Regions from separate parts of the Ostrinia nubilalis genome. Here region 1 is linked to region 2. The links are chromatin contacts, called in public Hi-C maps. All regions are on one chromosome and are shown on one strand. The core of a region is the stretch at or near the end of the contact, and the rest is flanking DNA. Distances in the headings are between cores, read along the strand shown. Region 1 holds the start of LOC135078666 (general vesicular transport factor p115). Region 2 holds the start of LOC135078641.

Evidence for each region. Hi-C and Micro-C count contacts between places; a contact is called where the count stands out from the background.
Region 1: a contact with region 2 is called in a Hi-C map of whole larva, with 4 times the contacts expected there. The contact joins the promoter of LOC135078666 here to the promoter of LOC135078641 in region 2. A contact is called at or near these places in 2 of 5 Hi-C or Micro-C datasets (whole body and whole larva).

Annotation. Positions count from the first base shown.
Region 1 is chr15:1,204,737-1,211,265 of ilOstNubi1.1, reverse strand. LOC135078666 (general vesicular transport factor p115) reads right to left here and starts at 1,737. Exons shown (of 7, transcript XM_063973198.1): 1 at 1,527-1,737; 2 at 377-511. The coding sequence starts at 1,604. It overlaps LOC135078663, which reads left to right and starts at 2,113. Exons shown (of 6, transcript XM_063973193.1): 1 at 2,113-2,260; 2 at 2,372-2,621; 3 at 2,897-3,110; 4 at 3,561-3,639; 5 at 3,735-3,847; 6 at 4,103-4,404. The coding sequence starts at 2,196. The coding sequence ends at 4,287. LOC135078661 (serine/threonine-protein kinase RIO3) reads right to left here. Exons shown (of 2, transcript XM_063973191.1): 1 at 5,642-6,529; 2 at 4,869-5,550. The coding sequence ends at 5,056.
Region 2 is chr15:729,126-735,820 of ilOstNubi1.1, reverse strand. LOC135078641 reads right to left here and starts at 3,621. Exons shown (of 3, transcript XM_063973168.1): 1 at 3,336-3,621; 2 at 1-3,136. The coding sequence starts at 3,546. LOC135078670 (stimulator of interferon genes protein) reads right to left here. Exons shown (of 9, transcript XM_063973210.1): 8 at 6,436-6,549; 9 at 5,166-5,758. The coding sequence ends at 5,661.

The DNA.
Region 1 (6,529 bases), core at 488-2,987, 480 kb before region 2:
GAATACCGTGCGTGACAGAGGGGTTCACTATTGAAAAGTTTTGGAGCCATTGGAGACTTCAGGCCCCTACACCCTTACAAGCATCATACTTGTTTGAGCGTGGCCAATTTGGCCATGCCCTGCGCGCCGATATCGACGCGGTACTCCCGCAATATGGCTTTGAGCATGCGGAATCAAAGAGTGTCTTCCCATTTAGGAAGTATATTTTGAGTAGCAATCTCTTGGCAACAGGTTGCTTTATAAAGCCCCCACATTCTAGTCTACCATTGAAAGTTTGGGTGCTGCTGGAGACTCATAAGGCTAGTAATTCATGGTACATGACATCCATGATGCTGCAGTCTAAGATTTCCTAGCGTAGCCTAGAATATTTATCTACCTGCTTGAGGGTGGCCATGCCCTGCGCGCCGACCTCGACGCGGTACTTGCGCGACAACGCTTTGAGCGCGCGGCAGGCGTCGCGCCGGTCTTCCAGCAGTGTGGAGTTCTCCACGCGGTTCACTAGGCGCTCCACCTGGAAACAAATTATTAAGTTTTAGGCTGGTTTTAGAATCACGCTGACCGTCAGCACTGATAGCCGAAATGTATGGAGCGTCGGCGCCGAGCGATCAGCGAGCGGTCAGCGCGATTCTAAAACCAGCCTTAGTAAACATACTTGGACATTTTACACTGCGCCATCTAGTCCCCAACTAAGTAGAGCTTGTGCAAAAAGTTAAAGTTATAAAAACACTTTTATTAGGTTTGTAGGTCAAAGGATTATCATCAATCAGCAGGACCATTATGGCCACAAATACCCAAAAACAGAGAAGCATGGAGATCCTTGGAGGAGGCCTGTGACAAACTGGAGAAGATAAATCAGAGTGCAGTTTTAGTTAATTATTATTTAATTGATCATCATCTTAATCAGCTTACAGCAGTCTAAGTGCTGGTCTCCACAACCTGGGTGGGAGAGTAGGAGGCCAAATCCTCCATTTACCTTTGGTAAATTACAGAGGGTCATGCTCGTTTAGTGGAGACTAATAGTTGGTGGTGGTAATCTAATAATATAAAAGCTGCTGAACATAATAAGCCTCCCCAATATCCCAAGCTTGTATGAAAAGCTGTTGCTGTATGCACATAGAGAGTGTTACAAATACAAATGACACTAAACTAGTATTTTGTTACTGTTTTCGCAAGCCTCATACTCCCATTATTCTCATCTTAAACTTGGTTTAACAAGCAATATTTGTTTGATGATCTAAAATTAAGGTAACAAAATGATTAGCGGATTAAACAATAGTATTTTCTTTTCAGATCATTAGAAAGTTATGTTATGGTTATAAAACAATATAAAATACATAGGAAAGTTACAAACTATGGTGTTTTGTGCTAGAGAATGTAATAATATTTCTAAATACCATAACTCAGTTTTCAGTGATCCCAATCGCTTTAATATGCTATTCAGACACAAAATTAGAACACTAGAGATGTCTACTATTCCTAATATATCGGTCAAGCGGCAATAAAATGAGAAATATGCCAGGAATCACCGTCTCGCCAGCCGAAGGTTGTTGTCCGGGCTCCGGGGCGCCGAGCACGGTCTTGAGACCACTTTTAAAGAAATCCATTTTGCACCGCTCCCTTGGTTCTATTAATATCACACACTACCGCGGTTAATACGAAACCATCGTATAAAATAGCAAAAATATAGAAAATCAAATTATCACTAATTCACGACACGTCAAAGCAAAATTTGACAGATTCCGATAAGACGATTACGTTTTGTTCATATATCTAAAATTGTTCTGGAGCAAAGTAATATTCAAAAAATATTTATAAGAATCCTCAATCACAACAGCACTTATGAATTTCATTTTTTACAATTTAAAGGGGTTATTTAACATACTGGAAAGAACAATCTACTTAGTTAAACTGGCTTTATTAAATTGGTTAATCCTATTCAATGTAATAACGAAACATCTTTAATGTCAAACTTGACAGTTTAATTCCAGGTTGCAGGTTGTGCTTCGGACAAACTATTTTAGACCTTATTCATACGTAGTTACAATCTTTTTTTTATGCACGACTCTGAGGAGTTGATAGTTGAAGTTGATAGAAGAATTTCATGTTTGTTGTGTTGTGATTAGATTTTAATTTAGTAATTTTAAAATAAAATACTCGTTCTATTTTAATTTACTACCAATTTTACTTTCATAAAAATGTCGACCGATCTCTATGCTAGTTTCAACGAACAGTACATGAATATCAACACGAAGATGAAAAAGTATGTGCACCTTTCTATCTAAAAATTGTTTTCTAATTTCTAATAGATTTCACAATCTTCACACTGCATTTTGTCAGAGTTATTATTATATTCGTATTGCTAATATTTCAGGCGGTTTATGCGTAAACCGAACATCTCAGAAGCGACGAACGAGTTCATAGCCCTAGCCATCCAGTGCGAGCATTCGGAGCAGCCAGCTTTCGCAGCACAGGCGTACGTGGGCGCCGCCAAGTGCGAGGCGTCCGCGGGCAACTTCTTGGGCGAGGCGGAGCACTACGTCACGGCCGCGCGGCAGTTCATGAAGGCGGAGAAGAAGCTCGTCTCTTTGAAGTTCCACAGTCCTGATAGAGAAAACTTAGAGGTAAGAAGACCTAGACAGTACTTTGTTACATAATAATAGCCAATAGGTAATGTTTGTCACAAGTTTGAGCTCAGGTAAAGTTTCTTTTACCTAAACATATTAAGTCACCTATTTGAAACCTATCAGTCAATCTTCCTTCAAGCTATACTATTGCTTAGATACTTTGCAAAATGTTTGTACCAACTAAACTGAAGTAAAGTAAGCCAGTTGATTCAACCTAAACAATGAAATGAAAATCAGCACAGCTAACTCACAAATGATTTTTTCCATTCCAGGCAGCCATAGGATGCTTCATGCAAGCCCTGACCAAGTACCCAGCCAAGTCTCCGATCCGGACGTCCATCCTGATGGAGCTGGCCAACGACCTAGCAATACTGGAGCACAAACTGGAAGCCGTATCTTACTACGAGCAGGCACTGGAAGGTGTGGTAGACACTACCATGCGGCTGATGTGTATGAGGAAACTACTCAATATGCAGATTGACTGTGGTATGTGATATTCATTTTTTTCAACTGACTTTTATTTTAGAGTAAAATAAGTTTATATTTTTATTTTGTGTAGAGTTAAGTTTGCCTTAATTTAAAAAAAAATCTGTTTATTGTAAATAAAAGCGTAATCTGTTCAGAAAAAAGCATTTGCAATAATACAGATGATAATGACATGTGCGAGAAAAAATATCTTAAAAAAACAATAAAATTGTAACTGACTTTTTGAGTAAAGAAAAAAGCATATTTCTATTAGCTTTCAACTCAAATATCAACAGATTTTTAGTTGATATTTTATAAAGATTGTTTATTTAGTTACATTGTTTTTGTTAATATTTAAAGTGGAATTTGAGGGTGTTTAGTCAATGATATGTATCTTTTGTGGGATTAGATTATATTAGCTTATTATTTGTAATTTCTAAGCTAATTCAACATCATTTTATTTCTTTACAGACAAACTGGATGTTGCACTGGAAACAGCCAATGAAATTTGCGATTCAAATACGAATTTACCTGATGACATATTGACTGAGTAAGTAGAGAGTAAATATAATGTTAAAATATTTACTGTAAATTCTAACAAATAAGCAACAGACATTCTCTAATTAGTTAATTCTCCATTTACAGAATACAAACGAGCAGAATACTCCTAACACTCCTGGTGGAGCCTCAGGAAGAAAGCAAACCAGAATCTCTGAAGCAGCTGATGTCTGATCTTCTGAATGACAGTGAAACTGACAGTAAGTTTGTAGTTTTTATCATAAATCTTTCTAAATTACAGTAACTAATATCACTACTGCCTTGGTCTATTATTACCAAAATAAATAATTATCTCTGAAGTTTCATCAAAATCTGTTCAGCAATTTTTGCAGCACCATCAATGCTCCATTCCTACTCTCTATCCTGTACATTTTCAGAACTAATTTCCTAAGAACCTATTATATTCGTCATTCACCATTGTGCCTGCATCTCACTTCAACACTTTTACTCCCCAGCGATCCCATTTAACAGCGACCTCCGTCTGAAACTACAATCAGTCGCGATGTCGTGCGCGAGCGGCGATGTTCCTTCTCTAGTGGGCGTAGCCGCGGACGCTAAGCGCTTGCTCACGGCGCCGCAGGCCGACCTCATGGACAGACTGTGCAAGGAGATGAGGCACGCTCATTTGACTATTGCATAGTGGGTGTAGTGTGCTAATCGTAAAGGTTCGTTATCTCTCATGTATAACATGCACCAATGAAATAAAAAAGCTAATGCAGCAATGAACTCGACGCGAAGAATGAGGCCCATCCATATACCGCCAGTGAATGGCGTATAATATGTTTGCGGCGTGCTCAAGATACCCTCAATGTGCGAGGGGGTTTGCCGCGAAGATCATCGTAGGCCATCTTCGGCTACCACCGCTGCCAAGACGTTGGATTGACGATTCAAGGAATGGATTGAAAGGATGAAATGCTTCTGTTACACTTGTCATGCTATTGAGTGTGCCTCATTCATCCAGGATTAATTTGAGACTCAATATTTTTTAGCCAAAGTTGTTGATTGTTTATAAGATAGTGGGTGGTGTAGTAAGTGTAGTGCTGACAGTGATTAATTTGCGCCTTGTCTGCCATTGTGCTACTTTTAAAAACTGCAATGTAGGTATTATTATAACTAAGTATGTATAATTTGTTTAAATATTTTATGTAATTAAGTGAAACTTGTGTATTATTTTGTCAAAAACCATTCCATTAAAATATTCATATTAAAGATAGACATAAACAAGATTTACAAAATTTATTCATTTCAGTAAAACATGAACACATTTTCATTACATACATAATTCAACGCCTAGATGTGTTACTGTTACAAGAATATTTTTTTCATTTTCGTCATGTACATTTTGCATTAAAATGTAAATACAATTTGTATTTTTTTTTTCCATTAAAAACCTTTATTTTCTATGACATTAAGACTTCTTGTCAATACTCTTACTACTTGTACACCCATCTTCAGGGATATTGACAGCCAGTTCTTTCCCAAAATTGGTCTTGTCATCAATAACTGTCACTGGCTGCTCATCGACTACCATAACTGGTTTGTTTTCGACAATCTTTACAGATTTGCTGTCGTCAATCTTAACTTCATTAGCAAAGTTGGTTGCTGTGTCAACAATTTTATCTTTTAGAGAGTGGGTCCACATTTCTTCGAACTCATCTTCCTCACTGTCGTCACCACTCTTGTCGCTCTTAGCTTTGCCCTCGTTGGTCTTTTGCCAGCAGTACTCAAATGGATAGCTGGTATTCCTGTTGTCATCCAGAGCTATCTCAAACCGAGTTGACAGGGAGTTGTAGACGGTATGCACCCCCTCAAGCATATTCACATCCACCTCCTCAAACCCAGTGATGGACTTAAACAGGTCTTCACCTGATTTCACATGGCTTACACCTTTCTTTTCAAAGAACTGTAACAATAAAAACAAACATTATTACATAATCAACCAACAATGTCAAGTAAATATTGTGCAACACATACTAATGATGAGTCATACTCACGTTGCTAATGTTGCGGCAATCTCTCAGTAAAAACTTAAGACCATTGGGGTGGTCCGGTTGAACTGACTGGGAGACATCTATGAACCAACATTTGTTGTCCCACCACAGAATGTTGTACTCGGACAGGTCAGCGTGAATCATTTGCCCGACATTGTACATCTTGTGCATTGCATCCACAACCTCATTGTACACACTCTGCCATTTCTCAGGCTTCAATATCACTTCCTTCAGCTTTGGAGCTGGCTTATTATCCTTACCAATAAAGGACATGACCAGAATATGTTTCTTCAAAACAACCATTTCAGGGCAGTTCAAGCCAATCTTCTGCAGCCGCATCATGTTGTGCATCTCCTTCTCGGCCCACATGTGCACCACCTTCCTGGGATTCTGCTTGGAAAAGCGATCCTTGAATCTGTAGTCGGCTTCAATATATTTGTCCCGAGTTTTGAACTCATTCAATGTAGTTTTGAAAACTTTGATTGCACACTCTTTAGGGATCACCAGGTCAGGATATGAAGTGTCCCCATTAGCGTGGAATACCACTGACTCCTTCCCGGTAGAGATAGCACCATTGATATTCTCCAACATTCCATTATTGACCAGTTTGTATAAAATGAGCTTTGTGGGTTCATCGAGACCCATTTCAGCAGTGGCATGACTGTCCTTCCTGTCTAACATTTTGTTCTTGCGAGCCTGGTGATTCCGTGTCTGTTCTTTTAGGTGATTGAACACAGGGTTGGACAGTTTCATGTCAAACCCGGCTCCGTCGCCGGTGCACACCTCGGGCGGAAACTCCATAACGCGGCAAGCGTTCCTCCTGCCGTTGATCACACTGTCGTGTTTCGTAACCATCTCTCCATCCTTCATAATAAAGCCGCGCTTGGGAAG
Region 2 (6,695 bases), core at 2,372-4,871:
GCATTGAAAAATCTTTTGTAAATGTCGTCATTTACGTATACAGAATGATGAGGTTTATTCTCAAAGTATACAGTTAAAGCATTCTCCAAATTGGTGAGATTAGCAGTGACCTCTTTGTTTGAAATCAGTTCTGCATACATTTTCATGCTCTTTCGAATCACATGCTCGGGCATTTCAATGGTTATCGATTTCGAATATTTATTTAACAAAGTTTGTAATACGTCTAAAACAATGCTGGGCTCTTTGTCATCTTTCACGCAGTAATTTGCATCCAACGCAAATATTTTATTGAAAATGACTAAATCGTCTTCATTCGTCATTCCCACAACCTCCAAAACTTTCACTGTGAGCTCACTACTCAAATTTTTCCGTTTGTTAATTTTGTTGAAAGCTTTGACCAACTCATTGAAATTCTTCTGTTGATAGGACTTTAAGATTCTATGCTTGTTATCCAAATGTGTGACTATATCGCGATGCACAACAACAATATCAAGCAGGCTTTGAGTTGATGCTACGCAAGGGTCATTTTCTTTTAAAGATAATGGCTTGTAAATTTTCAAGACATGTGGATTTTTAAATAGAGACAGCATGATCAAACGACATTCATTTATCAGATGACTTTTCTTCCCTATTGTTATAAGGAGATGAAAATAGTTGATAATTTTTATCTGTCTATCTTCATCTAATTGGCCAATGTTTGTCAAACGCACTAAACAAAATATAAGGTATTTTGCCCAAATTAAAATTTCTGAACTATCAATCGTATCAGTAGTAATCACTTTGTATGGCACATCATGTATCGTTATATCACTCTCTTCTGCTGATGTTTGCTCAAGACATCTAAATACTTCTTGGAGTGGCAAGTCTTCATTATCAAAGATAGATTTCGATAAAGCTTTTATGATATGATCTTTAGCTGTGATGGATTCAGGCAAGGAAACAGACTGTGACAACCACTGTGAAACATAATTTCTCACTTCCAGCTTAGAATCCTCTATTAAAAGCTCAGTTAGTTCAGGCGAGTAGTTGCAATGAAACAAATGGGCTATGTAACAAGATAGAAAATGTTTCAAACTTTTCTTTGCCTCTTTGTTGTTTTGAATAAATTGCATACAACCCACAATAAAGGTAGACGGAATTTTATTCTCTAAGAAAACTTGATCATCTGTGTTTTGATTTTCCATCAAATCATCAAATAATTTGTTTAGACTAGATTCGCTTCCTTCATCAGTAATTTCGAAGTTTACTATTTGATCGCTCACGTAATTTGCCAGTTCTTGTATATGTGACAGCACAAACTCGATAATATCAGCTATCAGCGAAATGGGGTTTACTTTCGCATTACGTAGAGCATACAAAATCAAATGAATTTCATCTTCATCTCTTTCAAAAATAGATGTATTTCTAAAAAAGTTGTGTAGTGTTATTTTTGCTTCAGACCAGGTTGTGTCTGAGTCAGTAGTATAAACATCCAACATGATGAGAAATAGATCTTTAAACATGGGATTTTTAAGCGAAATAGCTGTGCGATCTAGTGTCAGCCACAGAGATACAATTTTGAATTTCAAAAGAGCAGTATTCCCATCTTTCAATTTAGTCGCATATTTCAGTATTTGTTTCATGTCAATATTACCCTCCAGCATTTCGAAAAATGCAGGATGGATATCATTATACAACAGCAATACATCAATTAGGTTTATTAAAGCATCTGTATCTTGAATTTTGGGAAGCTTATAATCTTGTTGCTTTTCCTCTCCACTGTCCTTATGATTGATGACATCATGAATGAGTGTGACAATAGTAGCAGGAACAGGTAAGTGTTTAGGTAGAAAATACTCCAGTTTATTCTTCAAGTCCAAAATACGATTAGAAGAATCATCCATTTCGAAAATTTGCATGTACCTTTTTAAAGTCTGAAGCATTTTAACTAGCACCTTGATGCAATATAGAGATATTGACTGGTCCTTTCCAAGACTTGTTTGGATGTATTTCAGTAGAGGGACTGGTAATGTGACAAATCTTACAAAATTTGCTGCTTGAGAAGTATTTAAGCTTTTCATTTTGGGCACAACATTTTCTGGTTTCATGTTTTCCAGTAGATTTATTATGAACTCTACAGTTTTCTCCCAAATTGGTGAGTGTTGTGGCTCAAAGCTCTGCTCAACCACAGACATCACTGCTCTGTGCAAGTCTGGACATCTATGAATAATTTCTAAAATGACCTGGCACTCATTATTGTTTTCCCAGGGCCGTTTAAGTGTCAATAAAGCTTTGTACAAGTTTTGATTTTTGTTTAAATCTGATGTCCCTAAAGAGCTATCAATAAAATACAGACCCAATCTGTGTGATGTAAACAATGTTAGAATAATATCTGATAATAATGTAACAATTTCTGGTCGCAGCTTATTTCTGACTTCAAAGTTTATTTCAGGAGGTCCTTTCCATGTGAATATCTTGAACATGTTGTGTAGAACTTGATGATTAAAGGTTTTTAGCTTCAAGCTTTTGGAAATGAAGGAGTTTTCAACCACATTCTTCTTTAAGATATTGAGGAAGATCAACACAGCCTCAGCCTCATCGTGTACCAATCCAGGTATCACCAAGCTTAGCAGACCTTGCTTTTCTAAAAGAGCTTTTATTAGTGGTAGGTGACCATCAACAAGGAATGATGTCATGAAGTGAACAAACGATGTCCGTACATTATCTTTCTCTTTGTAATTGGATTTTTCTACAATATACTGCAGGTGTTTAGGAGTGAGAGGTGCGTGACTGAGAATCTCAATACCCAAGTCAGAGTTCAAAGTGACCATTGATGTGAGTAGCTTTAAGATTATTTTCCTGTGCCGAGGTCCAGAATTCTCGCTGATCATAATTTCCACAGTTGACATAAAGTTGTTCAGGAAGTATCGGCACGCTTCCTCGGTGGCAGCGATCATGTGGGGAAGCGAAGACTGAACTTTGACTATGATTAAGTGGAATAAATGGAACGCTGGTGTGGTAAGTGTGAGGTTTTTCTTACTGTCTTGGTTGATTTGCCGGAGGATTTCGTGTGGGTTGCCTCCCGTCTTGAGATAAGCTAGCAGGTAATCTTCCTCATTGTCTGGGTCGAGGCAAACTTGAAGAAATTGTGTCAGCACTGAAAACCATATTTACACAAATATTAATCATTGTTACAACCTTGACTTTGTGTCTTTTATTTTTAATTTAGTAATACTTTTAACAGACTACTTAGACATAAACTAATCGTTTATTTCAAGGGAAATTATAACCGCAAAGGCGACTTTATAACCCGTGTCATGACGAGTAAAAATAAATCCAGACGACTAATATCTTACCCATTCCTTGGCCTTGCTTTGCCGCCAAGTCTTTGCGAAGGTGTTTAATATCGAAACCACCTGTTTTAGGCACTTTTCTTCTTTTAACATCAGCAGTTTCGGTGTTGTCTGGTTGTTCCACGATTTCATTATTTTCTGCCCCTGCCTCCTCACTCGTCGCATTTTCTTTTGATGGAGAACTTTTATCATTATCATATTTACGCTTCCCCATTGTTAGTTTTTCTCATTAAATTAAAAATAACACAAATTTCAAAGTTTTTGATGAACAAAATACAACACGTGCGTTTGACGTTTACGTTTGACAGTGACATTACTGACAACCTATTTTTTAATTCTATGACACAGACATCGAACCACGAACCGACGTTATACAAATAACGTTATTTTTAACAGTTTAACAGAATTTTTAACACACTACAAGGTGTTCATATTTCTGTTTGCACTTTGCCTGGAGTCTGGACTACCAGGAATCATGCAATACGAGTACATGGATCGTAATAGATGCTTAATATTTCCTTTCAACATTCAAAAAATATAATTTCAAGATAGTGTGATGCGAGATAGAATGGAACCTTGGCAAAGCATTTCATGATAGTGAATTTTGCTTTTCATCATCATTTCTGCCATAGGACGTTGACTTCTGAACAAGGTCACCAAGGATTTCCAGATTATACAGTTAACAGTGGCTTGCATCCAGCGCTTTCCCCAAAAGAAACCTTAAAGTTGCACAGCGTGCTATGGAAAGCGCTTTGCTCGATATTTCTTTACGAGATCGAATCAGAAATTAGGAATCTATTTTTATTCTAATAGGCAATTTATCATAGTTTTGGGAATCTAGATTATATTCATAGATTTTAGGCTAACTGGATTATATTGGATATTATTTATTTTCTTGTTTTATGGGATGTTTAGGTGATTTAATAAAGTACCAACCGAATAATACATATTACAAGAACAAATACAACTTTACACACACAGGTTCCTCTAAATCTTTGCTCTCATTGAACAGATGAATCGATGTGTACAAAACTTATATTAATTGTAGCCGATTCGTGGGATGATGAAATAAAATAACAAACATAATAAAATTTAAAAATATAATTTTTATTTGGCATAAGCAGTAATTTTAATCAAAGTATTTTTTTTTACTTTGAATACGACTAAAGTTTTAGGTCTCCTTAATCTAGGATAGTGGATGGATTTTATCCATTCTTAATCATTAATAAGCAAGTGGTAAATTACTCTCCTTTTATGTTTTTAATATAGCTTATCTAGCATAGGCTATATTTACATGACGTGTGACAATTTTATGATGACTCATCACAACGTCACAGGCCAAATATAGTTCCAAAATACTGGACTGTCCTGTCGATGACATTGACAGTGGGGCGCCACCGTCAATACCGGATCGCTGGTTCAGATTTTTGCCATGTTGGAAACCATATAGTTGAACGATGGTAGCGCCTCCCTGTCATTGAGTTTGGCGGGACAGTTCAGCGTGGGTCATCTATAGCACCTTTATTTTGTCACGATACTAAATGTAATGAAATAACCCTTCTTCTGGCGCTGTCGGGCAAATAGAAGCAATGTATAAATAGTCATTGTCATGATTTTAGAGATCTACATTAATACCTACTATTTTGATAACAACAACATACTTAAAATTAAATATTTTTCCCCTTTATAAAATAGATATTGAGGTCGATTACAAATGCTGCGTTGGTTCTCAGTCTTCATTCAACAGTCACTTAATTATGTTTTTAAATCTTCATTTCAAAAATTTCCAAACAATATAATATTTTAATTTCGTATGGCACTAAAACACATTGACGCCATCAAACTAATTGATTTCAAACGTAGTAATTAACTGAGGGCTAGAATAAAGTAGGTACATACTTTGAATTATCATTTGGCTAGTCAACTTAGAAAAAACAAACCAAGGCATCGTCACCTTCATTATAAACATAAACGAAATTTCACCAAACGTGCGTAACGCAATCTAAAAACATTTATTAAAAATTGTATATTTATACTCACTGTATTTCAAATTGTAAACGGTAATAGAATGATTTTCGATCAATAAGAATAATTTGGTCAATCATCATCACCAATATCCAATAACAATAATTTAGCTGTTCTCAACACAGAATATAGACTGATTCATAATAATGCGAGTTTTACTCGATAACTTGATTTCGGCGTATTTGCATGAGACTCACAGTGGCGCCGCCTGGTGGAGAGAATACGAACTATTTTCTACTTGTTTTTTACAACTCTACAAAATCATACCTTGCGGAATGAAATTAAATAAGAGTAATGTACCATTTAATTGGCTTCTCCTCTGATAATGTCCTCAAAGTCTGGTTGGAGCTCGCGGATCTTGTCCAGCAGAACGTCAGCCAAATTCTGATCTGGGTCTGTGTCTGGAATTAAAATGGGACATTATTTGCTATCTGTTATTTTTAATACTGTTTTACTGAGCACATCAGACACATATTGTATTTGCAAAACTATGTCTCAGTACTCGTCGTGTGGGTGCAGGTTCGATACGACACTGGCTGTGCAAAACGCTCGAAGCCTTAATAAAAATAAATGAAGCCCACCAAAGACTCCTACGTACCTATTTGCTATGTAAAAGGTTAAAGTTTAATTTGCATTACTATTTTACTTATTTAAGCAAATTCTTTAAAGCTACAGCCAAACCAAAGCGTGCAGATCGCGTCGGCGATGGCGTTCACGGCGCGTGCATAGGCGCGCGTCCTGTCATTGTCGTGGCATGAGTACCGGCGTTTCAAGATTTTTCTTCTCAGCACTTGCCATAATTATGTTTGTCTCGGAGCGCTGGTAGGGCCCAAAAGATAAGGAGACATGTAAAGTGCCCCATAAGGGCTACCTTTTTTTTATCTATGTATTGTATTTTGACCTTCATAAGTGCCACTAGTGGTCTAAATTGAATAAAGTATTTTTGATTTTGATTGGCCTATGCACGCGCAGTAATCGCCATCGCCGACGCGATCGGCACGCGTTGGTTTGGCTGAAGCTTTACTCTTTTTAAAGAACATTCTGTAGGTTCTCCTTTAATAAAAAATAAAGTACTTACTGTCGTAGTAGACAATCTCGCAGCGGTTCTGGCACTCAGGACTCTTAGCAATGATAGAGCGCAGCATGCCTGTGAAGTCGCGAACTACCTCCGCCTCGTCGATGCCGTCCAGCTCTGCGGAAAATACGAACACATTGCTTAATAACTTCATAAATAACACGTGATATTAGAAAGAAAAGAATGAAACATTTATTACGATGAACATCAGTTAAGGACAGGGAACGTATACAGAAAAAAAAGACAGAAATAGCACATAAATA